Regions from separate parts of the Mus musculus genome. Here regions 2 and 3 are each linked to region 1. Evidence: chromatin contacts called from public HiChIP or PLAC-seq and promoter capture Hi-C data. All regions are on one chromosome and are shown on one strand. Each heading gives the region's core, a stretch centred on a gene start, on an enhancer-like site or on the middle of the called end of the contact. The rest is flanking DNA. Distances are from core to core; before and after follow the strand shown.

What was found. HiChIP or PLAC-seq counts read pairs in DNA pulled down with a chosen protein or histone mark. Capture Hi-C pulls out chosen DNA fragments and counts their contacts.
Region 2: an H3K4me3 HiChIP or PLAC-seq map of stem cell-derived neural progenitor cells shows a contact between it and region 1, with 2.9 times the contacts expected there. The contact joins the promoter of Bzw2 here to the promoter of Etv1 in region 1. A contact is called at or near these places in 2 of 115 datasets of contacts at active chromatin or transcription factors (astrocytes and stem cell-derived neural progenitor cells).
Region 3: a promoter capture Hi-C map of liver shows a contact between it and region 1. The contact joins the promoter of Immp2l here to the promoter of Etv1 in region 1. A contact is called at or near these places in 1 of 39 promoter capture datasets (pre-B cells) and 1 of 9 other capture datasets (liver).

What each region holds. Positions count from the first base shown.
Region 1 is chr12:38,778,805-38,781,356 of GRCm38.p6, forward strand. It overlaps Etv1 (ets variant 1), which reads left to right and starts at 1,278. Exons shown (of 13, transcript NM_007960.5): 1 at 1,278-1,617; 2 at 2,044-2,175. The coding sequence starts at 2,131.
Region 2 is chr12:36,155,541-36,158,092 of GRCm38.p6, forward strand. Bzw2 (basic leucine zipper and W2 domains 2) reads right to left here and starts at 1,285. Exons shown (of 12, transcript NM_025840.3): 1 at 1,128-1,285. It overlaps Ankmy2 (ankyrin repeat and MYND domain containing 2), which reads left to right and starts at 1,584. Exons shown (of 10, transcript NM_146033.3): 1 at 1,584-1,883. The coding sequence starts at 1,817.
Region 3 is chr12:41,022,817-41,025,368 of GRCm38.p6, forward strand. Immp2l (IMP2 inner mitochondrial membrane peptidase-like (S. cerevisiae)) reads left to right here and starts at 1,274. Exons shown (of 7, transcript NM_053122.4): 1 at 1,274-1,329; 2 at 1,745-1,817.

The DNA of each region.
Region 1 (2,552 bases), core at 28-2,527:
CTCTGGCCTCACAGAAAGGCTTTGGAAACTGTTACCGCCTTGTCTGGGGTTTGCAGACTGGCGGGTTACCCACGCTGTGCTCCCCTCTTCGGGTTGCACCCTCACAAAGTCTAGTAGCGTTCGAACGCACCCCTCGCCCGGGCTCTGATACTGTCCTCTCTCAAAGAGGACGCGCGCGGCGCCCTGACTAGGCTTGGGGCAAGCATTGTGTGTGCCCTGGAAGACTACACTTTTCCCTTGGTGAAGCGCAGAGTGGTTTTGTCATAAACTACGCTCTTTCTCGGCGGGTCCGGAGTACCAGGCGCGCACGCTCCCATTTTGATGTTTCCACCATGTTCCATTTAAGGGAAGAAACTTTCAAATAGAAATTGAGAACTGCAGCACATTGCTCAACGGGGCTAAACAGCTGCTGGAAAAGTCCTTTAGTCCCCAGCTCTGGTCCCCGCCAGGGTCTCAAGTGACTTTTAGCACCGTAAAGCCCCGGCCCCACTCCTCCCTGGCTTCCAATTCTTGGTAGGGCAGCGGCTGCAAAGGGGACACATCAGAACTAAGCTCTGTGGGCAGGCAGCTTCAGAGAGATTCTCGCTTCCAAAGGTCCCATCATTGTCCTTGTAACCCGAGCCCTCCCTGCTCTTCCCCCACTTCTTGGTGGAGGAAGTGAAATCTTCAAGTACAGTAAGTGACACCCTCCGCCTCTCTGTATACATAACAAAAGCTCCGGAAACGGCGGGGACGGGGGAGGGGTGCGGGAGGGGGGCATCTGAACTACCAAGTCCTCCCCCACCCCTCTGTGGCCACTGGAGGTTTTTTTCCCTCTCAGCACTCTCCAGGATGAATCTGATTTTTATACTTTCCTCGCCCACTCTGCTACGTACTCCTCCGGATCCTCTCTTCCAGCGCCACCTCTCCTTAGAAGCAGCTTCTCCCGCTTGCTTTCCTTACAATATTTTCATGTCCAACGGACGAAAGGAGATCATTTTTGTTGAAGATGTATTAAAAAAAATCTTATAAGCCCTATTACAGTGTTGAAAATGGAGAAAAAAAATAGCTTGGACCGAAAGCTTCTGAGGAGCAAGGCTGGAGCGTGTGGTGGGTGGACTCCGGGTCAAAGGTAGAGAAAAGGGATTGTGGACACTCGATCTGTACCCCAACCTCTACGACAGTGCTTTAAGGACATAATAATGGACCAAACAACGCTAGGAATGAGAACTGGTTGACTCGATACACTAGGTTTCAGTATCCCTCCGGTTTTAACAAAAACAGCGAGTTAGGAAGGAAGTAGTTTCCCTCGGTGGCTTTTCCTGGGTGCGGACCCTGCGACTTCTCCCAGAGTGGTCGCAAAGGCATAGGGGCGCAGGAGACCCAAGGGAAGGGGCCGAAAGCTGCCTGATTGACAGCCCGAAATCTGATCTTGTGAAAGAGACGTGGAGCCAATGGGAGGCAGCGATCCATCAGTTTGGATTGGAGGCCCCTGGAGGAGAAGTAGAGGAAAAACCACCGAATTCAGCTCTGTCAGAGGCGCTTTCGGCTTCCAAGGGGAAGTGCTGGGCAATAATTAATGTTTTTATTAAATTTGGAGGGAATTTTTTGCAGCCGTTCGCCTAGCGTGGCCTTCAGGTGGGTATTTCCAACAACTTTTTATGTCTCTCCAGATAATTGCATGGTTGTGGGTTGCAAAAACTATTCTTATGAAAGAGGTAGCTCCGTCTCTTTAGTCCCGTTAGGTGAAAAGCAAGTCTCGTTGATCGCCATTGCTAGTTTTGCCCACGTTTGCGAATCAGAGCCGCCTGGGGTACACTGACCGAGCAGGGAGCATCCAGAGTGTAAATAAATACATTGCCTCTTGTTAGGATTTTTGATACGACCGAAAGTATGTAAATTGTGAACTCTCTTGGCTCTCTTTGGATCCAGGTGAAGAAGGCGGCGTAGGGGAGGGTTATTTTTGTGAATGGGGCTGTCGAGGGTAATTAGCTATGCAAATGCAAGAGCTTCATTCATGATTTTTTTTTTTTTAAGCCTAAAAGCCATCTTGTTCCCCTCTAGGTTGATAGAAGTCCAGATCCCGAGGAAATCTCCAGCTAAATGCTCAAAATATAAAACACTGAGCTAATATTTGCGAAGAGGAGCAGAATGGATGGATTTTATGACCAGCAAGTGCCTTACGTGGTCACCAACGTGAGTGATCAGTTCGAAAGTTGCTGTTTATAAACTTGACTTGGACGGGGGTGGGGAGAGCGAGAGATGCGAAGGGAGGGGGCAGGGGGTTGGGACTGCAGACACTTTATCTGCTTTGTTGCCACTGTAGGGCGACTCTGCTTCTAGAAGCCCTATCTACAAAATGAGCTTACCTTTGAGTGATTCGGATAAGGCATAGTTTTGTTTTAAGACCTCTTCTTCTGGTTAATATGTCCACGATGAGTGCAAGAGGAGACGGAGGGCAGCAACAGCTGCACTCAAAGTTTGTGGCTGGGTTTATCTGCCACATTGAAAAGAACGAAGTTGAGACAAATGCTGACAATTTTGTGTTTACATGGGGTGTCTTGGGGGGGGTC
Region 2 (2,552 bases), core at 35-2,534, 2.6 Mb before region 1:
TAGAAAAGATTTTGGTTAAAGATAAGAGATAGGGAACGTCATCTGTGGGTCTCTGAAGTGCTAGTACGCGCTTTGAGCAAAACGAGGTAGAGGGGCCACAGGAAAAGGCATTTCACATCATTCTTGGCACCGTGGAATGAAAGAGCGATCCTGGGGCTACTTAATAAAAACCACCTACATGATTATTCAAGTATTTCTCCCTAGCACAATTGTGTTTTAACGGAAACATCAATACCAGTCTGTTGAGAAACAACAGCAAAACTAAACAGTCATTTCCGAAGAAGCAGTGATTGACGCTGTAGAACGCTACAGATAAGCATCTTGGAGGAATGATTGAATATTTTCTTAAGCGTACCTTGCATCGGAGGCACAGAAAGGTACACACGATATTCACCTCTTATCTACCTACGGTGGACGCTCCAGGAGCCACACCACAGTTGAATGAAGGCTGGATTAAGAAACTAATCTAAGGCTATATATAGACAGCAACACCAATTTAATCCCCGCCCTCTCCAGCCTACCCTCCCTAGTTCCATAAATCCCCAAACCTGAGTTATAAAGACAGGCAGCTCTCTCAGAGCAAAAAAGACCCCCACACCCCAACAAAGTATCAGAGCAGTTGTAAGTCGCTTCTAAATATCCTTAGCGAACACCACAGGTCCAGGTTCCATGGCTTCCACAGAGGGCAAGAAATGACAGACAAGTACTGGGGAGGGCTAGGTTTGCAAAAAGAAATTTACCTTCTCCGAGCCTCTCCCAGTGTCGCTGGTCATGGGGTGTTCCCCTCACCTCCCGGCAGTGGGCCTCCCCGGGGATCGCCACGCACGAGACCATGTGCACCCGCCACTTTCACCGCGTGGCCAGCTTACGGCCGGCCCGCGGTCCCCGGAGCTCTTGGGGCGGACAAACGTAGCGAGGTCTAGGTCTCGCTCGAGAGGCACTAATACACAGTACGTGCATGGATGATGGCGCGGCGCGGGGGCTCCTCTATGAAGAGGAAGGCAACCGCCCCAGGTGGCACATGCTTCCTCCACGCCAGCTCCAGCCCGCTGGGACCCCTTGGCTCGGAGGCGGTCACTGCTCGCTCAACTCTCAGGCTCCCGCCGCCCCACCTGATCACCTCTTACCTGTCCAAGGAGGGAGCGACGACGCGCGAGACTGGTGGCTGCGGCGGATCCTGCAGCAGCAGTGGCGGCGGCAGTGGCTGAGGCAGACAATGGAGGAGTGAAGGACAGACACATTGACACAGACACACAGAACCCGGTGTAGCTCCGCCTCCTGCCCCGGCCCCGCCCTATCCCCGCCCCTTGCCCGAACCGCGCCACTCTTAGGGGCAGTGCAGCCCGTCTAGCTGCATCCCAATGCCTCCGCACGTGCCCACAGAAGTCACTACCAGGCAGAGAACTTCTATCCTTAGAATCCAAGGAACCCTGTGTCCCTGTACTTCTTAATAGGTTATCATGGGAATAGGAAACCTAGAAGATGTATTGAATCCCCTTCCAAATGTCTCCTTTTGGTTTGGACCTCGTAGGTTGCTCCAATTGGAGTCGCTTGCTGCCTCTTGCAGCTCCTCCTCCCGACCTGGCCATTGAGGCGCGGGGGCGGGACTTGTGGAGAGCGCCAGCCCGGCTCGCTCAAGCTCGCCGCACCCGCCAGCCCCCAGCCGTGAGACCCTAGCGACTCTGCCACTTCACTGGGCTGCTGCTCCGGCCTCGAGTTGCCTTGCTGTGGCGGTCTTCCACGACGCATACACGTCTCTTGTTTTTTTAAAAAACCTTTCCAAAGAAATAGAATAAGCGTCAAGCTGGCGGGAACGATGGGTCACATAAAGAAAGGCGAGCTGACCCAGGAGGAAAAGGAACTGCTGGAAGTGATCGGGAAAGGTACGGGTGCAGGGTTGGTATCCGGGTGCTGCACACCTGGTCTCAGGGCATTGAGGAGCCTGGAGCGCGCCCTAGGCCCGGAGGACCTTGGGCAACTTGCAATCCGGAAAAAGCCTTTCTGTCTCTGTCTGGGGACCGATTGCAGGGGCGGGGAGATGGGAGGCAGAAAAATTGAGGCCATCAGATCTAGGTTGCCGAGCTTAGACCTCTAAATCAGCTTTTTGGAAATCGACCGACTGTCACTACACATCTTAGACAGTCACGCGTGGCCCTGGGCGCCTGTCTTTGCGTATGCATGCTTGCCAGCTCATTGGATGTTTTGACCGTAATCAGTCAAGACCGCAGTGGCCTGGTAGTTCTAGGCTCCAAGTCGGGTGTATAAAGGGCCCTTTCGACTTCCGGAGGCTTAAGGATCTGGATCCCTTGCAGATCCCCGCCCCTGCTGCGGGTGGAGGGAGCTTTCAGCAACAGGGGTTCTTTATAAGGGCACAGAACTCGCTCTGCATGTTCCGCCCTGAGCTTTCTGCATCAAGGCCTTCTGTGGCTGGCTTCCTGTAGCCCAGGTCGGCGCAGGCACCCACAGACACGACTGACCTTGGTCCGATGTTAGACCTCAAGTGATCTTGTTGAGCTCCTTGGTGCTTCCCAGTCCACTTTGTGGATTCGAGC
Region 3 (2,552 bases), core at 24-2,523, 2.2 Mb after region 1:
TAGTGAGTTTATTCTGCAGTAAATCTTGGATGCTGAAAATATTCTAGGCCTAGATTAGGTTGTATGGATTCTAGAAACTTTGATGTTTATGTATGTTCATGCCATCCCATACTGTTGGTTCTTCACTGGAACAAACATCTATTTAATTTGGAGTCTCTTTACTGTTAGGGCCCAATCCAATTTGTAAATAGGCTCTGTCATCAGGGGCGGCCTCCAAGATAAAGCACTGGTAGAATCAAACTTACCTCGCAGTAAATATTTTAGATAAGAATAACTGTACCTACATCCTATACAGGAGAGCAATCATGTTTCTTTGGCAGACTTTTGTAATTATTAACTATCAGCCTATCAACCCATTAAAGTCTTCCCCCTTCTCCCCCCCCCCCGCCCCTTTTTTTTTGAGAGAGGTTTACTCTGTGTAGGCCTGGCTGTCCTGGAACTAGCTCTGTAGATCAGGCTAGCAGGCTGGCTTCACCTGCCTCTGCCTTAGCAGTGCTGTGATGACTAAAGGTACGTGCAACCACTGCTCGGCTCCATTTAAGTCTCTTACACTCTCCCATCTTTAGAGTTAATTTTGAATGCTGAGTGTCAGAACATTATGCGCTATGTAAACTTGAGAATGATAGTTCAGCATTATCTAAAAGGGTAAAGCAAGAAAAGATAAAGATACAACTGAGGAGGGCTAGAAAAAGCAAATTAATTTTGTTGTCTATATTCTGTTAGTTACAGTGTTTTTCTAGGTTGTAATTACACAGTTAAGATTTTTTACAATTAACGAGCAAAAGCTTAAGTATATTAAAAAAAACAACCCTAGTTTCTCTGAAGCAAAAAAAAAAAAAAAAAAAAAAAAAGTTCTGGATTTTTTTCTTTTGGCTTGCTAGAGGAAGCAAACCCGAAGTTACCCATGTGCAAACAAAACAATAACAAAACCACAGAACAACACAAGAAGTCCAGTCTGGGTTCCTGGTCTAAGGGAAGAAGCTGAAGATAGCTTCTGATAACTTGCTGCTTTTCCTTGCCCTCTTAGCCATGCCAGGCTTCGACCTAGGGCTTAGACCTAAGGCTTCTAACACTTGGAACCTCTAGACGGTCAGTACCGCCCCCTGATCTGACGTAAACCCAATTCTGGCTGCGGATCCACCTTGAGCCGCGTTTCGGGGGCGGGACTTCCGTAGTAGTAGGCGGAGTCTCCGGCTGCCGCCCAGCTGGGGGTCGGGTCTGGGCGAGCGGCGGCAAAGGGCGGGGCGAGCGGCGGCGGAGGGCGGGGCGTGCCGCGGCGGAGGGCGGAGCGTGCCGCGGGGACTTCCCCTGGGTTGAGCTGCGCAGCGGGTGCGCGGGGAATGGGGCGGCGGGTCCGGGCGGCTTGGCACGCGGGTGGGCTTAAGCAGACCCTCTGTGTCCCCGGCAGGGTCTCTTATCTCCGGCTTCTCCTCCGTCGAGTGGGCGTTGCTGGGAGGTGGGGAGCCGCTCGGCCGCTATCCGCGCGATGGTAGCGAGCATGCGTGCGTGCGCGTGTTCCAGTGAGGCCGCGCGGCTGTCCCCTCAGTTCGTCCTCTTGTCTCCCTCAGTTAGGGAACCCGAACCCCGATCCGGGCGGGTAGCCGACCTCTTCTCCCCGCCCTGGGGGACCCACAGAGCGGCCGGGAGGGAGCGCTGCTCCTGGGGTGGTGAGCAGCTTGTGGGAGCTGCTCAGGCTGGAGCCACGGGATTTTAAAGGACCTGTCTCTGTCATTTTTACTTTTAGGATTTTGGCCAAATTGGGCGAGGGTACAATATTACCACTTACCCCTTCTCACCGAGGAAGAGCGGGAGAAAGGGTAAGTAAGTATTGCTCAGGGGCGGAAGGTGCCAGGACTCTTTTTCGAGTGGGGAAACTACCCTAGGCAACTTGGGTCCAAATTCCACTTTTTATCAGGAACTGGATAACCCACCTTCAAAGGTCACTTGTCCCAAGATCAAGCCTTTCTTCAGGTTCCAGAAGCCCGTAGAGCCGACTGGAAGTTTAGCAGCGTTTTAGACACCTGAGAGAAAACTCATTTCCTTTCAGACCCTCTTTAACCTGGCACATTGATGCTATAGTTCCTCTCAGGTCCCCTGTCTTCCTAGGTAGCATTCAGTAGTTCCTGACACAGTAGGGCCCTAGGTAATCTTGGCTCTGCTTGGCAGTTATCCCTCCGGGGACCTTACATTTTAAAATCTCAACAGTGGGGGAACGCACATGGGGCCACATACAGGCAATTTCATATACTTCTAGTTCTCAGGTCTTTCAGAATTACAGAGGAATTGGGGGAGGTCCTATCTCAGGCATTGAGGTGCTTTTCTGAAAAGCTGAAGTCCTGGGAAGTTGACTGATTTCAAGTTATCATCTCTCTTCATTGGTTCCTCCCTAAGACTTGCCCTTCTCCTAGTCTCTGTCTGGTGATAGGAAACACAGTTCCTTTCAGGTTCGAAACCCTCCAGTTTTACATTCATCTCCGCCAACTTTTACTTAAAACACAGGTTAGCTATAAGCAAGAACAGCAAGCCACAGGCTTGTTTACCCCCGAGAGAAA